Linked DNA regions of Oryzias latipes: region 1 is linked to region 2. Evidence: chromatin contacts called from public Hi-C data. All regions are on one chromosome and are shown on one strand. Each heading gives the region's core, a stretch centred on a gene start, on an enhancer-like site or on the middle of the called end of the contact. The rest is flanking DNA. Distances are from core to core; before and after follow the strand shown.

Region 1 (5,005 bases), core at 1,756-4,255, 74 kb before region 2:
AGCACCCTGACTGTTTAGCAGTGTTTGATAGATATTTGTGTGTGTGCATGTTTGGCTACTACGTGCTCCGCAGGGAGCTGGACAGACCAGACTGGTCTAAACAAAGAGAGGAAACTTGGCAAAGGAAGCGTACGCACACAGACAGACTTACACACAGTTATGTTGCAGAGACCGTGTGGACAGCACTCACAGAGTCTCCCTGCATGTCTGGACTTGGTTCTGGATAAGTGCATGACACAACAACCCTGCATACAGTTTCTATTGTTTACCGTTTTTGATTTTATCTAGCTTGTTGAGTTTCCTCCTACAAATATGTCTTAGAGTGAGTCTCCAAAGTCTCAAAGCTGCACTCCAAAAACAGGGCACCTAGAAAAAGGTCCAAAATTCTAAGAATAAAAAAAAAGGTTATTTTTTACCAATGGGGTAAGAAAAATGGCCTTACCAAGAATTATTATGTTAAGAAAAATATACTAGCCACTATAACATATTTTCTTAGATTATTTTGACAATAAAGAACTTTCTTAAGAAGATAATTTTTCTCACAAGACAGAAATTCTAATTACTTTCTTAAGATTCAGATTTTGCAGTGTCTGCAGATGTGCTCCCTCAGCTCGGTTGCAGTCGTGAACAACTTTTATTATTCTTACAAGGAGTTTATTATAATTCCTCTACTCAATCATTCTCCAGTGTTAAGACTCAAACACACCAAACAGGGGGTGCAGTGGCATCAGCTATTTGGTAATCGAGTAACAGAGTTTCTAATTGTAGCAAGAGAAGTAAAGAGCCTTCAAAATGCATTTAAATTGCTTTTCTTTTCTGCATTGGCTCATACCTGTAACCCGGTGAAGGCAGCTAAGGGGTCAGTAGCTGTGATTACATGTTAAAATTGTTTTGATCGGATCAGAAATCGGATTAGAATTGAACTGTGAACATGGGCTCAGAAAAACTTTGTCCGATTATAACAAACATTTACATTTATTTAATGATTTATTTTTCGGTCGCAATAAATCATTTTGACACGCGCAGAACTCTTTAAAATACCGGAAACGACCATAGAAGAAGAAATAGTGAGTTCAGTTGTAAACAAACAAAGCTGCGGCATCGAGCGAGACGATTTTCTAATCGTACTTTTATTATTGTTATGATTATTTTTAAATGCCTGTTTGCTCATAATTTTCTAAATATGTGCAGCCAGGGTTTCATTTTTGGCCAAACGGACCCGCAAGAAGGGTTAGCCATGGATGAACTTAAGAAATTCTTGCAGGCAATGTCACAATGTCCATCTTGGCTGCATGTAAATATGTGGGAAGAACATCAGTCTTTATTTTTTCTGGACACGATTGGAAACACAAATTCACGTGATTGTTTACATGGGGACTCAGGACCATGCAGAGCTGCATTACTGCACTCAAAAGCCGCCTCCACCAGCTCACACTCCATCCCAAAGCCGCTCTTCTGCTTAGAGTGCGGCAGCTCTCTCACGCAGAGCAGCCGGACGGACTGTAGTCCGAGGCCTTCTCTGGAGAGTGCACCGTGACAAAGCACCCTCCCCTGCCTGCAGGCACAAAGCTACAAGTTCTGCTTCTGTTCTTAGATACACGGTTTGGTCGCACGGAGACGCTGGCCGGTCCCATTCGCGCTCCAAAGCTATCTCTGGAGCGCCACACTATCTACACATGATGTAAAACCAGAGCAGTGGTGACAAACTATCGGAATAAACTGTCGGATTGACAATCTGCATAACCCAACTATCTCGATCGTAAAGAAATTTTGATCCGAACGAATCTGATCGGGGCAGAGTATTCGGAACGGTGTGTTTACATGATGCATTTTTCTTCTGATCAGGCGTTCTTTATGTAACCACAGCTAGTGTTATCGCTCAGTCACTTTGGCACACAATTGAGCCAAGAATGGAACCAACATCCTTCAGAAGAAGAAACTGCCACACCCCGTGGGGCGAACACAGAATTTATTCTACCTCTCTGCCTCAGTCTAAACCATGAAATTTAGAAAAACAAGCCATCCGTCTAAATCCTACAGTAATACATTTAATTTTTTAAACACACATGTTACTATAGATTACCTTTTGATCTCACATGTTTGGTTGAATAGACAGATCTCAATACCACTGCACTTCAGTGAAGCCACTCAGTGTGACCAGACTGTGTTTCTGAAGACTGAGCATTAATTCTTTTCATTAAAGACCCACTCCAATGAAAATGGTGTTTTTTGGTGTTTTTAACATCTTCTTGCTGCTTTTTTCTGATAAAAAGAGGACGAGTATAAAGAAAATTAAGCTTAAAATTCCATATCTGAATATTTCTTTACTCAAATTGTTGTGAATCAGGAGCAGACGAAAAAATGCTTGTATTTTTTTGTAGAAACCATGATGCTCCCTGCTCCCCTCCATTCTGATGCATCCACTTGTAGAGGACTAGATCCATGTAGGTATTAGTTGTCCTTGTCTGAGTAAAATGTATGCGGTGGCTGTGTGACACGGCCTTTAGTAAGAAGGGATCACATTGACCTTAACTAGGATGACCCACTCTGCATCAGTGGCAACAAAGGTCAAGAGTCATAAACTTAAGAAAATCCCATCATTGATGGTTGTAAAATAGTTTCTCATGGGTTGTTAAGGTAGTGGAGTATTTTGTGGTGTGATGAACATGTTGTATTGTTTTTTGCCTTCTTATTAGTGCTTCATGGTCACACCCACATGTCCGCAGACAACCCCTTCTGAGGTTATTTTACACACTATTTTTGGCTTTTCTCTCAGACTTTCTTCGGCATCAAGCAAAAGCGGCTCTCTCACATCAACACTTCCCACCATTGATGTGGTGTCCTGGTGGCTTTTTGAAGTCCGCAGTCTGCAAAGGGTCTTGGCGTGCCGCTGGGAGAGTGATAGTGCAGCAGAAGCAGTGTGCTGTTTGTAGAGCAGCCCAGCATTAAATCATGTTTCGGCTGTGCGTTGGAGATGAAGCCCCTGGCAGCTCCCAGACGGCCTTTGGCTTTGCCTCCCCTCTCCAAGCGCCACTCTCTAATTTCAGGGCCTGGACTCTGCCTACAACTGTGTCTTTACCACATTCCCACAAACCAGAGACGGACAGTCTGCCTGCATGTCTGGGTGCTTGCCCGCCATCTCCCAGTCTCTCTGACTTTCCATCCCTCCCTGTTGTTGTTTCTTTTTATCTTTCTCTTTTTTTTTTGCCTGCTGTCCCAAACCTTTTCTGTGGATCTTGGTCTGTCGTTCCCAAAGTTTGCCCTCTTTCTTCATGTCTGGTTCCGTGCTTTGGGGATTACAGCTCTGCAGTCTCACTGGCAGTATCTAAATCATGTAACACTGCCACTGTCTCTTGTCAGTGGTTTCACTCCAGCCTCCGTCTGCATATCTATAGCTCCCAGTACGAGCCCTCTCATTGGTTGTAAATGCCCCTTTCACGTTTTCCGTTTAATTGCCCCCCTTTCACCGAGCCGGGGGACACATTTTTTTGCCTACGGGTTTTACTGTCTTGGCCCAATATCCGAGCTACTTTGGGTCGCGCCACTAATATACTTCCACACAGACCAGTTCATAACGAGCTCGAAGGTGTGAGCTTACTTTAGCAGGTTTTGATTGGGTCATGAAGCAGGGGTCTGAGTTTTATAGGAACGTGTAGTCCCTCTAAAATCCAGTGCACAGAAACCCTGGTGCCACCTTCCTTTTTCAGCGCTGTTAAATCATCCACTGCATGGAACCATAAACCAGCTGTGAATAATGCCAAGCAGTATAAATTACACCAGAGGCCGTGGGTGTAAATGTCACTGCTGTTAAGTCAAATTTGTGCTCAGGAAACATATAATGGGCAATATGTGTTTGTTTATTATTTAGGTGATATTGTTGGTGGTTGGGGCTCGGGTAGATTTGTTGAGATTAAATTCAGAATTCTACAAAAATGATAAAATTCTGGAATTGAAGTTTACACTTTTCAGGGAATATTATAATATGTTTAATATTTTATTTAATATAATATATTTAAATACTAAAATTTGGATTAAAGGCAAATATATGAGGTGCAAGTAAAAATTCTTAGTTGTATATTTAAAAGATTTCCTGAAAATGTTCAAAACATTCCGTTTACTTGTGTAAAAGTAAAAGTAATGTAAATATTCTGATTTCTGTTCCTGAGCGTTTTCTGAAGAAGTCACCACCGGTACCGGTCCCTGGGACAGTTGGTACCGGGCCACAGAGAAAAATAATTGTGATCATTTTATTTGAGATCTGATTCAGAAAGAAGTTTTATTTTGAAAAAACGAATGGATATTCCCCACCACATCCGACTCATTTTTGATGCATGTCAAGTCGCTCGGTCACGTGTTGAAAATCCTAAAACAGCTGTGCGACCGCTAAATTTGACCCTCAAGTTAGCAGAGTCAACAAAACAAAAAAACGTATTAGACAGTTTCTTTTTGCAGAAAGAGCCAGTACAGAAATAAAAGAGTCGTCGACTTCAAAATAAAAGAAAGCTGCTTTTAACAGACAAAAACCAGGAGTTTTTACTCCAGATAGGACTTTATTGTGACAGTTGTTTCCGCACACCATAATAATAATGTAGTATTTACTAACCAGTTGTCTAAATTTACAAGGACGCAGATAATAAAGTTGCTTAGAAACGTAGTGAATGTTGTTTTTATACTTATCTGTCGCAACTTAAAAGTCGGACAAGACTGAAGTCTGGACACGATTTTTATAGCTTCCACTTTGACAGGTATGGGTTAAGTGAAAATCTCTATCATATTTTAAAGGTTCCTACACAAAATCTAGTATACGTATAGAGTTTAAATCAGCTGCAGTTATTTTACAGAGGATGATGATACATTTTATCCTCAAAAGTTAAGGGAAACTGGGAGCTAAATTAAAAAAAACGTCAGCCTAGGACAGGTCGGTCGGTTAAAAAAAGGTTGCGTGGCCTGACAAAGTTGGGCGGCCACAGTAGCAGAAAAAAAGTTTTTGTCCAGCCAGTAAAAT
Region 2 (4,623 bases), core at 62-2,561:
TGTTTACAGTTCAGCAGACGAACATCGGCCGCAAGGAGGAAAAAACTTTTTTTTTTAAAAATTCTTTATTGGCGTGTCATATAAATCCTCTTGGTTTAATAAACAGACTTCACTTTTTTGCGCTAGAATGCGTCAATACAAATAAAAAAAAAAATGATGTAAAATTTAATATCTTTTTTTTTTTTTAAATTCGAGGTTAACAGTTTTTTTTAAATTGAAGTGGTTCGCTCACCGTGTCGCCGTGCTCACGTTGGTCTCTTGGGGCTGGTCTTTCTGGGTGTGTGTTCTGCAGACTGGCTCAGGCTCGGACAGCTAACCTCCTCCGGGCTGGTGTGAGACTTCTTACTTGGGGCCGAAGGGTCTGCAAAAATAAATAAATGAGTAAAATAAACTATATATTACAGAGAGAAAAAAATGGTCGGGGTGCTCAATGTTCTCTGGGATTTTACGGCAGTTTCCCCCGCTTTACGACCCCCTCATCCCGCATACCAGTACCGCGAGCACAAAGCTGCCGCCCGGCGATCTGTTACACAGCAACGGGTCGTTTGATGCTAATGTCATACCGTGACACGCAGGTCTCTTCCTCAGCCCGCCGCACTGCTCCGTGCACTCCATCTGAGCGTCAGAGCGGCTGGGAACTGTCCCGACACAGTCATGATTCCCGTTTAGATCCACATTGTTATTCCCGGGGCAAACGCCTCGTTCTCGCCGCGGCAGGCGGGTGTAGAAACTCGGCAGGTCTCTGGCGTTCACCAGCTCCCACTCCAGCCTGCTGTTGGGCAGCGGTGTGTCAGTCGCGAAGTCGAAGCCCCACTTGGCGGAGGCAGCCTCTTCAAACTCCCGCAAATGTACATTTAAATCCCTCTTTAACTCTTCGTGGTCCACCGAGCCGAAGAGGCTCCTGCAGGCTGACGGCTTCGGGTGTTCCGACACCCGGGGCTCCGTCCTCTCCAAAGTCGGGCTCCCGCTCGAAAGTCGAACGTTAGACATGGTTAAGCCCCCCGGAAAAAAGGTAAAAATTTCAAGCAGCCGGGAGCGTCCAGTTTTCAGGCGAAAAACACACCTCAAGAAGAAAAAAGAAAAGAAAAAAAAGGTATGTCCTCCTAGTCACGGGGAAAGATCCAAAACAGGCGTGAAACGACCATGCGCACGTCGAGCTGGAGGCAAACACGGCTGCGATTTCCTGAGCCGAAGACGGCTTACGCCAATCATCCAAACGACGGGAGAACGAACCAAAGCTCGCTGTCAACGTCGCTCCGTACAGCGGGAAGCGGAGGCGAACCTCTCGGTACCCAATATGGCGATTGAGACATGTAGTGGGGATTGAGAGGGGAGGTTGACTTTGGAGGGAGGGGGAGGAGGGTTACACATGATTGACATACGGAGCCATTTAAAACCCAAGAAGCGCACTCATTGGATGGAGCTCTTTAGACCCGCCCACTTTATTTAAGGTAGACCGAATAATTGCATAAGGCATGCTGTTCTAAACATATTACTTACCTTTTTTATTTTTTTTACAAAGTAAATAAGTTCACACATTTGATGTAACTTAATGTACAAGTTTCAAAAAGTAAAATGGATTAAACATTTTAAGACATCTAAATTTGAAGAAAAAAATTGGATTGCAACCATACAAATAGTGCCAATATGTTCTAAAACACACATATTCAGTATTTATTTTAAACATTTTGGATGTACAGTAAAATTAATAAATACAATTAAAATGGAGTAAAATCCAAAACAAAACTGAAATTGTTGCATCATATTCTTTCAATGGACACTAATAAATGAACCTGTGGTCCTAAATGGAGATAAAGTCCAGTAAGAGGACCCCAAACTGAGCTGATTTAGTAAAAGCCTAATAAACATTTTAATTCTAAAAAATTTTCTTACCGTAACAAAATCTGTACATATATCGGAATTATTGACTGAAAATATTTATATATGAAGTAATAACATATAAAGATGAAAATAAATTTCTGCTATCCTAAAGTCAACTGTTTTTTTCCAGATTTATCATAAAGCTTCTTAGTTTTTACTTTTTATTCACATGCAAAAAAAAATAAACACCCCTAAATGAGAATAGAGGGCAGCTTGATGCTTAAATTGAAAGTGGCGCAGTCGTCTTTAAATAGAACCAAAAGCCTTTTGACAGAAATGATGCAATCTAATTTAGCTGTGAGCAATTATTTACTCAAAGGGTCAGAGCAGGATAGGAGGTGCAGCAGTGTTCACTCAACCACTGTCAAGCCAACAGCGCCCCCTAGAGCTTCATCTAACACACAACTCTGGAAGCACAAATCTTTTAATACCTTTAAATACTAAAGTTGTCTGTACGATTACATTTTTAACAAAGGCCACATGGACTTACAGAGTCACCATTATGAGTCCGCTACAGTCTGCTTTAGTCGCCTACCTTGCCTGTAAGTCCTTTACGGCGTACAGGCACTGCGGTGGGCGGTGCAGCCTCAAAGACCGAGCCACTTGATGATGTAGTAGTTCCTCTTGCCCACTCTGAGCAGAGTGAGTCCGTTGGACAGGACGTGGAGTTTGGGGACGAGAACCTGCTCCGGTTTGTCCGCCCGTGTGTGGTTGATCCACACGGCTCCGTCTGAAACCATCTGGTACCTGCAAGCGAACACGACGGCTCAGTCAGGATCCAAATCCCATTCATTTCAAGTGTTTTCAACCAAACCCAAAGCAGCAGGATAGAAATCTTTGTGTATTTCAACATTTAGTGGATTTGATTCCTCCGACAACATCTAGGGGAAAAAAAGGTTTGGTGGAAATGTGTGAACACAAATCTTTGCACAAACGCTGGTGTTTGTATGTAAAGAAAAAAATAATAATAAAAAGCAACTTTTTGAGACTTTCATGGTAAAGCAAATGGAAAAGTCCACAGAACAAGTTTAGCATAAACATGAATATACATATGTGCACCAAACCAATGTGATTGTTTTTGTCCCCATTTGGTAACAGATTTAATGCTTTGATCGAGTGGGAATCCAGTAGTTGGGCTACAACACATTACAGGCAATTGACTCAAGAGCTATAAAGCCAATAAAAGAGGGACACTGCTGAATTTTAAAGCTATTTTTTTATGTTACGTGTGTTTATTACAGTGACCCTGATGAGCAAATCCAATCAACAAATCAGTCAATGCAAAAACTACATTAGATGATTTGTCTTCGAGTTTCTGATCACAGTCAAAGTTCAGTGGTTGCTCAATCAACTCCACCGCAGTTTTGAGCCAAACATCCTTATGCTTTTCATCTTTAAAACTCAAACATCATCGTCCAATCGGTGATGTCCCATAGTACCTACCTTTTCAGGTTCCATATTTTGTTTCATTTTTTTAACATTTCCTTTTTATTTTTACGTTTTAGTTTGTAGAATTTGTTTTGATTTCTAAAATGTAATCCTTTTTTAGTATTTGTTGTGCTTTTTTAATTGTCATCGTGATCTTTAGTATCTTTTTCCGTTGAGTGATTTGTTGGTGGGATTTACACTTCAGGGCCACCGTAGTTTATTGATGGCATCTTCAATGTCAGCAAATTCTCTCGTTTGTGAAAGGTTGTCGTCAAAGATCCTCTTTTTGCATCAACTTTCACATCTCACTGCTTTGTGAAACTAGTTGATGTGATATTCCGCTGCAACGGGCTACACATCAGTTGTTTTTTAAAGCCTGAACTAAGGCCTCCCTGCAAACATCTTTCCTAGTTCCTCTCCTCTGTGAGAAGCGCTTCGATTTTCCACTCCACTATGTTGGCTTCTCTTTTTTGGGGACGTCTGTTTGCACCTACTCTTCTCAGGAAAATCTTTATGCACAGCTGCATGGAGGTTGTATTGAAACGTACATCCCACAGTTTAAGAAAAAAAAGTCAAACTTGTGCCACATGTGCGTCTAAAATCCACTCCGCTTTTTTTTAAAAATATGGTCCCAGACGAAGACTGTTTTCACATGACTTAACTCGTCCTGGAATCAGTAAAGTGGCTGCAAACTGAAATACTGCAGTACATTTACGACCAGGCAGTGGTAGAGCTCACCCTCTGGGACCTTCAGGGATGGCGCTGACCAGACGGCAGGCATCGATGACGGAGATGCCCGGCTCCAACAGCAGCTCATGGAAGGGAGCCTCCCTGAAGAGCTCCTGGAGCTCCTCATCGCTCATTTCCTCCAAGGCCCGCACGCTGCTATGATACAGTGCATTGGTACACCTGCAATGGAGAACACACACAGATGCAAACAATGGTGCTGCCTGTTTTCTGGAGTAAGAGTTTCTCCCCAGGGAGGCGTCCGGACTAGATGCCTGAGCCACCTCAACTGGCTCCTCTCGATGTGGAGGAGAAGCGGTTCTACTGCGAGCTTTCTGTGGTTTACAGAGTTTCTCGCCCTATCTCTAAGGAAGCGTTCAGCCACTCTACGAAGGAAGTTCATTTAAGCCGTTTGTATTCAGGACCTCTCTCTTTCAGTCATGGCCCAGAGCTCATGACCATAGGTGAGCACTGGAACGAAGATGGACCGGTAAATTGAGAGCTTTGCTTTTCGGCTCAGCTCTCTCTTAACCACAACGGACTGGTACAGCTACCGCATAACTACAGAAGCTGCTCCGATCCGTCTGT

What was found. Hi-C and Micro-C count contacts between places; a contact is called where the count stands out from the background.
Region 1: a Hi-C map of embryo shows a contact between it and region 2, with 1.8 times the contacts expected there. The contact joins the enhancer-like site here to the promoter of cdkn1b in region 2. A contact is called at or near these places in 3 of 5 Hi-C or Micro-C datasets (embryo and fibroblasts).

The regions. Positions count from the first base shown.
Region 1 is chr6:11,509,536-11,514,540 of ASM223467v1, reverse strand. All of the region lies in intron 18 of LOC101166715 (potassium voltage-gated channel subfamily KQT member 1-like), which reads left to right. Among protein-coding and RNA genes, the nearest start is that of LOC105354196, 48 kb to the right of the region's middle. Within about 2 kb of position 3,005, at least 2 of the 8 cell types and tissues checked have an H3K27ac peak or open chromatin away from gene starts, as enhancers often do. A contact at or near this core is called in embryo, where this site is marked.
Region 2 is chr6:11,434,305-11,438,927 of ASM223467v1, reverse strand. cdkn1b (cyclin-dependent kinase inhibitor 1B) reads right to left here and starts at 1,311. Exons shown (of 3, transcript XM_011476548.3): 1 at 564-1,311; 2 at 233-361. The coding sequence starts at 990. The coding sequence ends at 246. It overlaps yars2 (tyrosine--tRNA ligase, mitochondrial), which reads right to left. Exons shown (of 5, transcript XM_004069887.3): 4 at 4,048-4,218; 5 at 1,641-2,628. The coding sequence ends at 2,469.